Regions from separate parts of the Mus musculus genome. Here region 1 is linked to region 2. A link is a contact called in public HiChIP or PLAC-seq data. All regions are on one chromosome and are shown on one strand. Each heading gives the region's core, a stretch centred on a gene start, on an enhancer-like site or on the middle of the called end of the contact. The rest is flanking DNA. Distances are from core to core; before and after follow the strand shown.

Evidence for each region. HiChIP or PLAC-seq counts read pairs in DNA pulled down with a chosen protein or histone mark.
Region 1: a contact with region 2 is called in an H3K4me3 HiChIP or PLAC-seq map of the SCID.adh cell line, with 22 read pairs. The contact joins the enhancer-like site here to the promoter of Wdr78 in region 2. A contact is called at or near these places in 13 of 39 promoter capture datasets (the 3T3-L1 cell line, 3T3-L1-derived adipocytes, the HPC-7 cell line and 9 more), 1 of 15 datasets of contacts at CTCF or cohesin (CD8 T cells), 6 of 484 Hi-C or Micro-C datasets (CD4 T cells, CD4 single positive thymocytes, CD8 T cells and 3 more), 4 of 115 datasets of contacts at active chromatin or transcription factors (the SCID.adh cell line, double positive thymocytes, embryonic stem cells and 1 more) and 2 of 9 other capture datasets (adipose tissue and pancreatic islet).

Annotation. Positions count from the first base shown.
Region 1 is chr4:103,037,648-103,041,214 of GRCm38.p6, forward strand. It overlaps Wdr78 (WD repeat domain 78), which reads right to left. Exons shown (of 17, transcript NM_146254.4): 17 at 418-1,694. The coding sequence ends at 1,644. Among named protein-coding and RNA genes, the nearest start is that of Insl5, 13 kb to the left of the region's middle. Within about 2 kb of position 1,619, at least 36 of the 459 cell types and tissues checked have an H3K27ac peak or open chromatin away from gene starts, as enhancers often do. A contact at or near this core is called in CD4 single positive thymocytes, CD8 T cells, DN3 thymocytes and 4 more, where this site is marked.
Region 2 is chr4:103,112,367-103,115,701 of GRCm38.p6, forward strand. Wdr78 (WD repeat domain 78) reads right to left here and starts at 1,933. Exons shown (of 17, transcript NM_146254.4): 1 at 1,744-1,933. The coding sequence starts at 1,790. It also overlaps a transcript of Mier1 not described here.

The DNA.
Region 1 (3,567 bases), core at 369-2,868, 75 kb before region 2:
TGCCTCATGGAGAGCGACCAGCCTAAGTAACGACTGCCTGGTGCTGGACCTTAGTCATCACTCTTGCTGTTCCGAACTGCACACACATGTGCATATGTACTTACAGGTGGGATGACTAAGGCATGGGTAGGATTCCCATACGATGGAGTTTACTATAAGGAACCAAAGCTATTCTAGAAAACAGGCAAAGAAATTCCCTGTGAAATCCCTCAATATAAAACACACAAACACTCTCCAGTCTACACATAGGAAACAATCACTTAAGCCTGCATCATCTAGAGAAAAAAAAATGAAGTAGAGTAGGTCCAATCCTGAGATCAGTTGTCCAGGGTCCAAAATAATGCCTTTATTTCTCAGCTAGGCTTGATGAAGACAAGAGAAAAAAATATAAATTAAAAGGAATTAAAATAAAATGAATACATTTTCAACTAAATCAAATTTTTATTTTTCTTACTCAAAGTAACACAGTTTAATATTTTTTAGAAAGCCAACCACAGTGACTTACGCCAGCAGAAAATATCTAATCTTTATGACCTGGCCTAAACCCAAGAGCCAGCTAAAATCGCCTTGCTTTTGTCTAACACATAGCTCCAAAGAAATGGAGACCATGAAGCAATGGCTATGCGTAGTAGGTAGTTCTCACTGCCCTGTGGACTCTTATCACCACCATAGACACAAAAGATCTCCAAATTTTTTGTGAAATTTACACACCCTGGCTTCTTTCCTCCACTCAAAACACCTTACAGAAAAGGCTGTCACGCCCTATGGCCCCATTCAACACCTGAACACTAGTTAGGGTGACCCACATGGATAACCCCTTCCAAGTCTGTGTGGGTGTGTGTGGGGGGTTGTGTGTGTGTGGGTGTATACCCACCCTTACTGCCCAGTCTCTGTCTAGACTACTTTAGAAAACACCCTGACCTGGTCTGTATGTCTGAGACCTTCTGTTTTCTTTCTAAGACAATTTAAGTCTGGCCTCAATGCATTTGACTCTGCAGATGACTCTGGTCCTTTGAGAGGAAGCTAGCAATGCATTTCGGATTATTGTTCCCCTGCTGACAGATAAGTGGGATGCTGGCTAGCCAGCATATGTGATGCTTATATCTGTTGTTCTGTCCTGTAGCTTGCCAATCGGTGGGACAAAGTTCTGTAGTTTCAGGCTCAGGTTTAAGTGGGGAGCACTGATGTTCTGAGTCCCGTGTGAGTGCTCACTGTGCTCCCCGAGGTGGCAGTGCAGTTGGAAGCCCCCAAAGCCAAGCTTGGGAAGTTAGTTTGACACTGTTGGAATTGTGTTTTCTAATGACTGTGTCTTAAGTAATCCTCAAAGTGTCTGAATTTTTTAAGAAGCCATTTTCTAAGCTATTGGGATATTTTATAGGTATACATACTTGCTAATAAGTATTTTAAATATGACCAAGAAGTGGAACAGAAATATCTTTAGAAAATTAAGACAATCCCAGCACAAATCTTTAGCTTATCTTAAATTACAAACTAATCCCTTGTTTCTGAAATAAAAGCTAAGTCAATTGGAATGGAAGTTGTAGCCTACATACTGCTCTCTTCAAGTCAGACTCTTAAGCTTACAGCAGATGATGTTGGTCCCTTTCCGTTAGAGAAGAACAAAGCGTAAGGAGAGTGACAGATCATCCTGTGTGGTTTGTCTTGGGCCCAAGCAGAATGTTGATTACGTCTCCCTGAAAAGGAAGGAAAACCACACAATTACAATACAATAAAATCCAACCTGAACAGTAAAGCTGTCGTTAAAATGCCATTTGAAAGTTGTAAGTTAGATGTCCGCCTTTAATGCGTACCCAACAAGACTGTAAAAGAGGAGAGCAGCAGAGCAAGGCTTAAATAATGACAGTGGCTTCCTGGCATAAAGCTGCTTTCCTAGGGGATGCCTCTTTTTATGAAGCTGGACAAACATTTTTACAGGGATTTTATGGAAAGACAGGGTTAGCAGCACCTCCTGTTTGCCCTCCGTGCCTCAGCCTGAGCTTCCTCGCTTGCACTTCCTGACCTGTCCGTGGCTGACTTCTTCATTTCCATGTGGGTTTGTATTTTCACGTATTGATACTTATTTGTACTAGAAAACCACGAGATGATCACATAGAAGAGGGTGAAAACTACGGATGAGGCGGAGGGGGAGAAAAAAACGTAGAGTAGACCAAGCAGTCAAGCCATGTCTTCTCTACCACACGGCAGAAAGGGTCCTGAGAAAACTTGAAGATGATGGGAGATGGAAATGCCAACCATTCCTAAGTGCTAAACACTAACAGCCCCTGTATCTCAGAAGTCACTTCCCATCCTCTGGCTTGTACTGCACTTGCTGCCTCTGGCACTTCCTCGTTCTGCAGTTTCCACTTAACAAGCCCAGCCGGAGCCAGCCTCCACGTGCTTTTCAAATCTGTCTCTCACTCGGGCTAATGAAATGGATCAGTCCTGTAGTTTGCTCAGTGATGTATCCTGAGTCCCTAAGACAGACACAGTCATGCTGTGCATGATCTGACCAATCAAAGAATGCCTTCATAGCTTTCAACAGTACTCTATTACATGTCTATATTTTTTAAACATTCTACCATTGAAATATTCTCCTTTAGTTTATACATACACACACACACACATTAAGCAAAAAAAAAAATATATATATATATGGCAAATATCTGCCATAGTAGTCAATGAAGTATATACGAGTACTCTCTACAGACTAGCCATGGAAAAGGTTTTTCCTAAAAGGCCCAATGAATTAACTTCCACTGAGTTTCCAAACTCTAACTCTTTAAAGCAAAACTTAAGCCACCCAGCGATCAACCATCATCATGTGAAGGAAAGGGCTGGTGTTTCTGCTGTCACAAAAGATAATGGTTAGTACATACTACCAAAGGTTAGCTGTACTAAAAAGTTATAATTGCAAGCCCTGGACCTGGTCTCATGTTTCTGTCAGACAGGAACCTGTTAGCCATTAAGCAAGATGGGCACTGCTTTGGCAATAACTCCTGTGTTCTCTTTGTTTTCTGTGGCTAATAAACCTTTCTCTGTTCTTTTACACCTTGGCTATACTTACTTCAGCCTTTTAGTTCTCAAGATGTGGACCATGGCGTTTGCTTACATTACTGCTAACCAGAGTCCATTTGCTGGGCCAGGGCTGGAGCCACCCTTCGGCCTTGTATTATCTCCTACGCTGGAGTCCTCTAGGAAGCACCGAAATGTTAGAAATCATTCCACTTCAAGCTCTCAGAACTCAAGAATGAAAACCCTTCTCCTGAAGAAGCCCACAGATGTTGACTGGCAGTGAGAGAAAGAACATGGGGTCCAAAAGCAATCCAATGAGCACAAGGCACAAGGGCTGCATGGTTTAACTTTCTTTGTTTACAAAATACATACCCAAATAATCAATGAATACAGACTGGAGAGACAGCTCAGGCTCTCCAGGGGAAAAGCAATCACCTCATAAGCATGGGGACCTGAGTTCAAATCCCTAGCACCTGCATAAAAAGCTGGATGTAGTCCTGTGAGTGCCTGTAACCCCAGCACTGTGGGTGGCCAGAGACAGGAGTTGCTGACTGC
Region 2 (3,335 bases), core at 683-3,182:
TTCTAGGTAAGAGTCTACAGCAGTGCACAAAACAAAAGAGGACATAATATGAGCTGGGGGGGGGGGGGGCACACCCACAATCCCAAGAGGTTGGAGGCAGAGGCAGGAAGATCTCTGTGAATTAGAGCCAGCCTGGTTTACAGAGAGTTCCAGAAACCCTGTCTTGAAAAACTAAGGAAAAAAAAAAACCTGGAGAATATAATATACTCATGGGGATAAACTCGAAGCGTAATAGCGTTCCTGGCCTATGTGTGTGTATATGTGCGTGTGTGTGCGTGCTGCGGGATGTTACATCATACTCAAGGGGCATAATCCAAAGCCAGATCCCGTGGGGACTTGGAAGAAAGGGAGCTCAGAGGGAAAGGGAAAAGCTTAAGGAAGTTTTGTGCAGACTACTATGTGGAGGGTGTTGGCAAGCAGACGATTCAGCCAGCTATTCCAATGCAGAAATGACTGTTAGGTCTGGAGAGCACAGCTACTTGACGAAGTGAAGTGGCCCTCAATGCTTGGCAGTAAAGATGCAGGACCCATACCGAGGAAGTGCAAGGGTTGCAGTTTAATGAACTGGGATGGCTGCGGACTGGAAACAAAGGGGCAGTAAATTACAGCGCTGAGGATGAATTTCGAGCACACTGGGTGTAATTGCTTCAGTTTTGTTTTCTTGAGAGAGATCTTGAAGAGATAAGAAAACTTGTGAATCATGCATATACTTAACTTTGAAAGGCACAAGGCAACAACGAAGTGAACCACCTGCCTCCACAACACATATTTAGGAAGGAGACAGATTAGTAAACTATTTTGAAAAAGAAGGCCAGGCCAGGTGGCCCAAGCCTTTATTTAATCCCAGCACTTTCAAACCAGTTCCATATCAGCCAGGGCTACACAGGGCGAAAGACCCTGATCTATAAACACAAACAGACATTGATACATAACAGCAGAAACTAGCCACGAGCCTAGTGAAGATTGAAAAATGTCCTATTAGCTAACTGAAGCATTTCAAAACTCAGTAAAGTAAGTGGTCATTTAGATCAAAGCTGGTGACTGGCTAGTTAACAACTAAAGTGCCAACCGACTGTTGTAAGCTATTGGAAAGCGCTTTTTCGGAGAAGCGATGTAAGGCTGAGCACTTAACTCAAGGGCAAATGCAAGGCTCTCTCCTCAGAACTTTCAGTAAGTTCAAAGGGCGAATTAGCTGAGAGGATGTTGGAAGAAAAGATGTGGCTGCTCTGGGAAGACCGCAAAACCACTGAAATGTTCGAGCATGAAAGGGGGAATATTTTAATGAAAATTCAAACCACTTCCAAGTTCAACGCCACACGAGTCCACATTATCTTTGGGCCTTTCTCCTAGCTTAGCGGCATGAACTAAGCAGTTAAGAGTCTTAAGGTAAGCTGGCAGAAAGAGATGAAAAAAAAAAATCCTCTGCTGGCGTACATATTAAAATTAGCTTTGGTTGCTCAGAGACCAAGGAGCCAGAACACGAGACAGCTTGGAAGTTGAGAGACCTAATGAAAGAATACAAGAAAAAGCGCTTGGAAGAAATAGGCAGGGTGGTCCTCGACAAACTCCGGTCTAGCACGGCAGCGGGAGTTTTTACACAGACCGAATCAAGCCAGAGGATCCGGCGCTGCCTGGGGGGCTCCGCGGGATCGAATGCGTTGGGAACCCCTTTCCAAACCGAAGGGCTGGCTGTCTCTCCGGGATCTAGAGGAACGGGCCACACGGATCTAGTGCGGAACTTACGCGGCGAAGCTGGCCTGCTTGCGGGTGCTCGTCGGAGAGCTATGCATGGTGGTGACTTTTTAGACCAGGGCTCGGCGCCCCCTTCCCCAGCAGGTTCGGCGATGCCCGGACTCCCAACTGCCCGCTCAGCAGCTCAGGAATGTTTGCCGGGCGCCATGGCGACCGCGGAGCCTGGCTCAAGAAGCGGCCGCGCGGTTGGCTGGCCGCTCGAGGTGGAGGAGGAGGGCGGAGGCGGAGGGGAGGGTAGAGGGTTGGTGGAGCTGGAGGAAGCTCGGGCGACGATTCGGAGGAGGCGGGCGGCCCAGGCCCTAGGCCCCTCCCAGGCTGCGAGTCTCCCGGCTGCAGGCGGATGGATGGGGCGTCTCCAGGCGGCGGCGGCAGCAGCGGAGGCGGCGGCAGCAGCGGCGGCTGTAAGTGCAGCCTCCACAGACCATCTTACCCATCCTTCGATCGGGAACCGGGGCCCCAGGGGCGCTCGCAGTCTCCTTTTCCCCACTTCCCCTCCCCCCACGGGAGAGCGCCGCCCGGAAGACTCCTAACTTCCGGGGCGGGGCTGCCCGAGTGTACCGGGAGGGCTGGCGGCTTGGAGGCGCTGCCGTCTGGCGCGCATGCGTAGTTTCCGCCCCGCCCCTCCCCGGTCTTTCGGCCTTCGCGGTGGCGGCGGCGGCGCCCAATCTTCGCCGCTTCCGCGGCGCGCCGGGATTACGCTGCGGAGTGAGTTTGCGGGGCGGGCAGGCCAGCTCCCGCCCTTTTCGGTCGGCCCTCGCTCCGCGGCAGGGGTGTGGCTTCCTGGCCACTCCCCCGTGGCTCCACCTCTGTGCCCCTGATTTCTCTAGCTGTCCAGCCAGTTGAGGTTGGCTCTCTTAGCAGAGCATCCCTTGAGGTGATAGGCGCAACCTGGGTCAACCTGCCGTTGTCGGAGGGAGCTAGAGGGGCGAGAGACTCAGAGACAGCATTGCAGGGAACCAGCCGCTCCCAGTGCCTATCTCCCCCGCGAGTGGCCTTATTCTTTTAGCTTGTAATGTAGATGCTTGCTGGCCTGGTTCCCATCTCTGGTCCTTGCATGTTGTGTGACCTTGGGCAAGTCTCTTCCCCCACTCCCGGGGAGGGCTTCAGTTTTTCTATTAAACCTCAATTTTTGTAATTTTGCAGAAGACCTTAGGCAATTTTAAGACCAGCTAGGTTTCTAAGACCGCTTAACGGAGATGACCCGGAATTGACTAGACTTTTCTCAAATCATGGGTGAAATACAGAAATGTAATTATTGGGTTCTTTGTAATCTTTAGCATTGCTTATAAATTGCAGGACTCAATCTTTGTTTCATTTTGCTGAAATTCCCACGGGGCGGTTGACCTGGTTCTGGGACATCTTTTGAAAATGTGAGACTGAGTGAGCTTGAGGTAACTGTCTCTGTCTCTTTGCTACTGAGGCTTTCTTTCCTTTAATCCAGATGGTGTGGTGGCTCGATTCTCCCAGTGCCTGGCTGAGTTTCGGACGTGGTTAAGAACCAACTGGTTGAGGTTCAATGCAGACAAGACGGATGTGATGCTGGTAGGCAAGGGCACGACTGGAGATGAAGGGAGGGCAAAGGC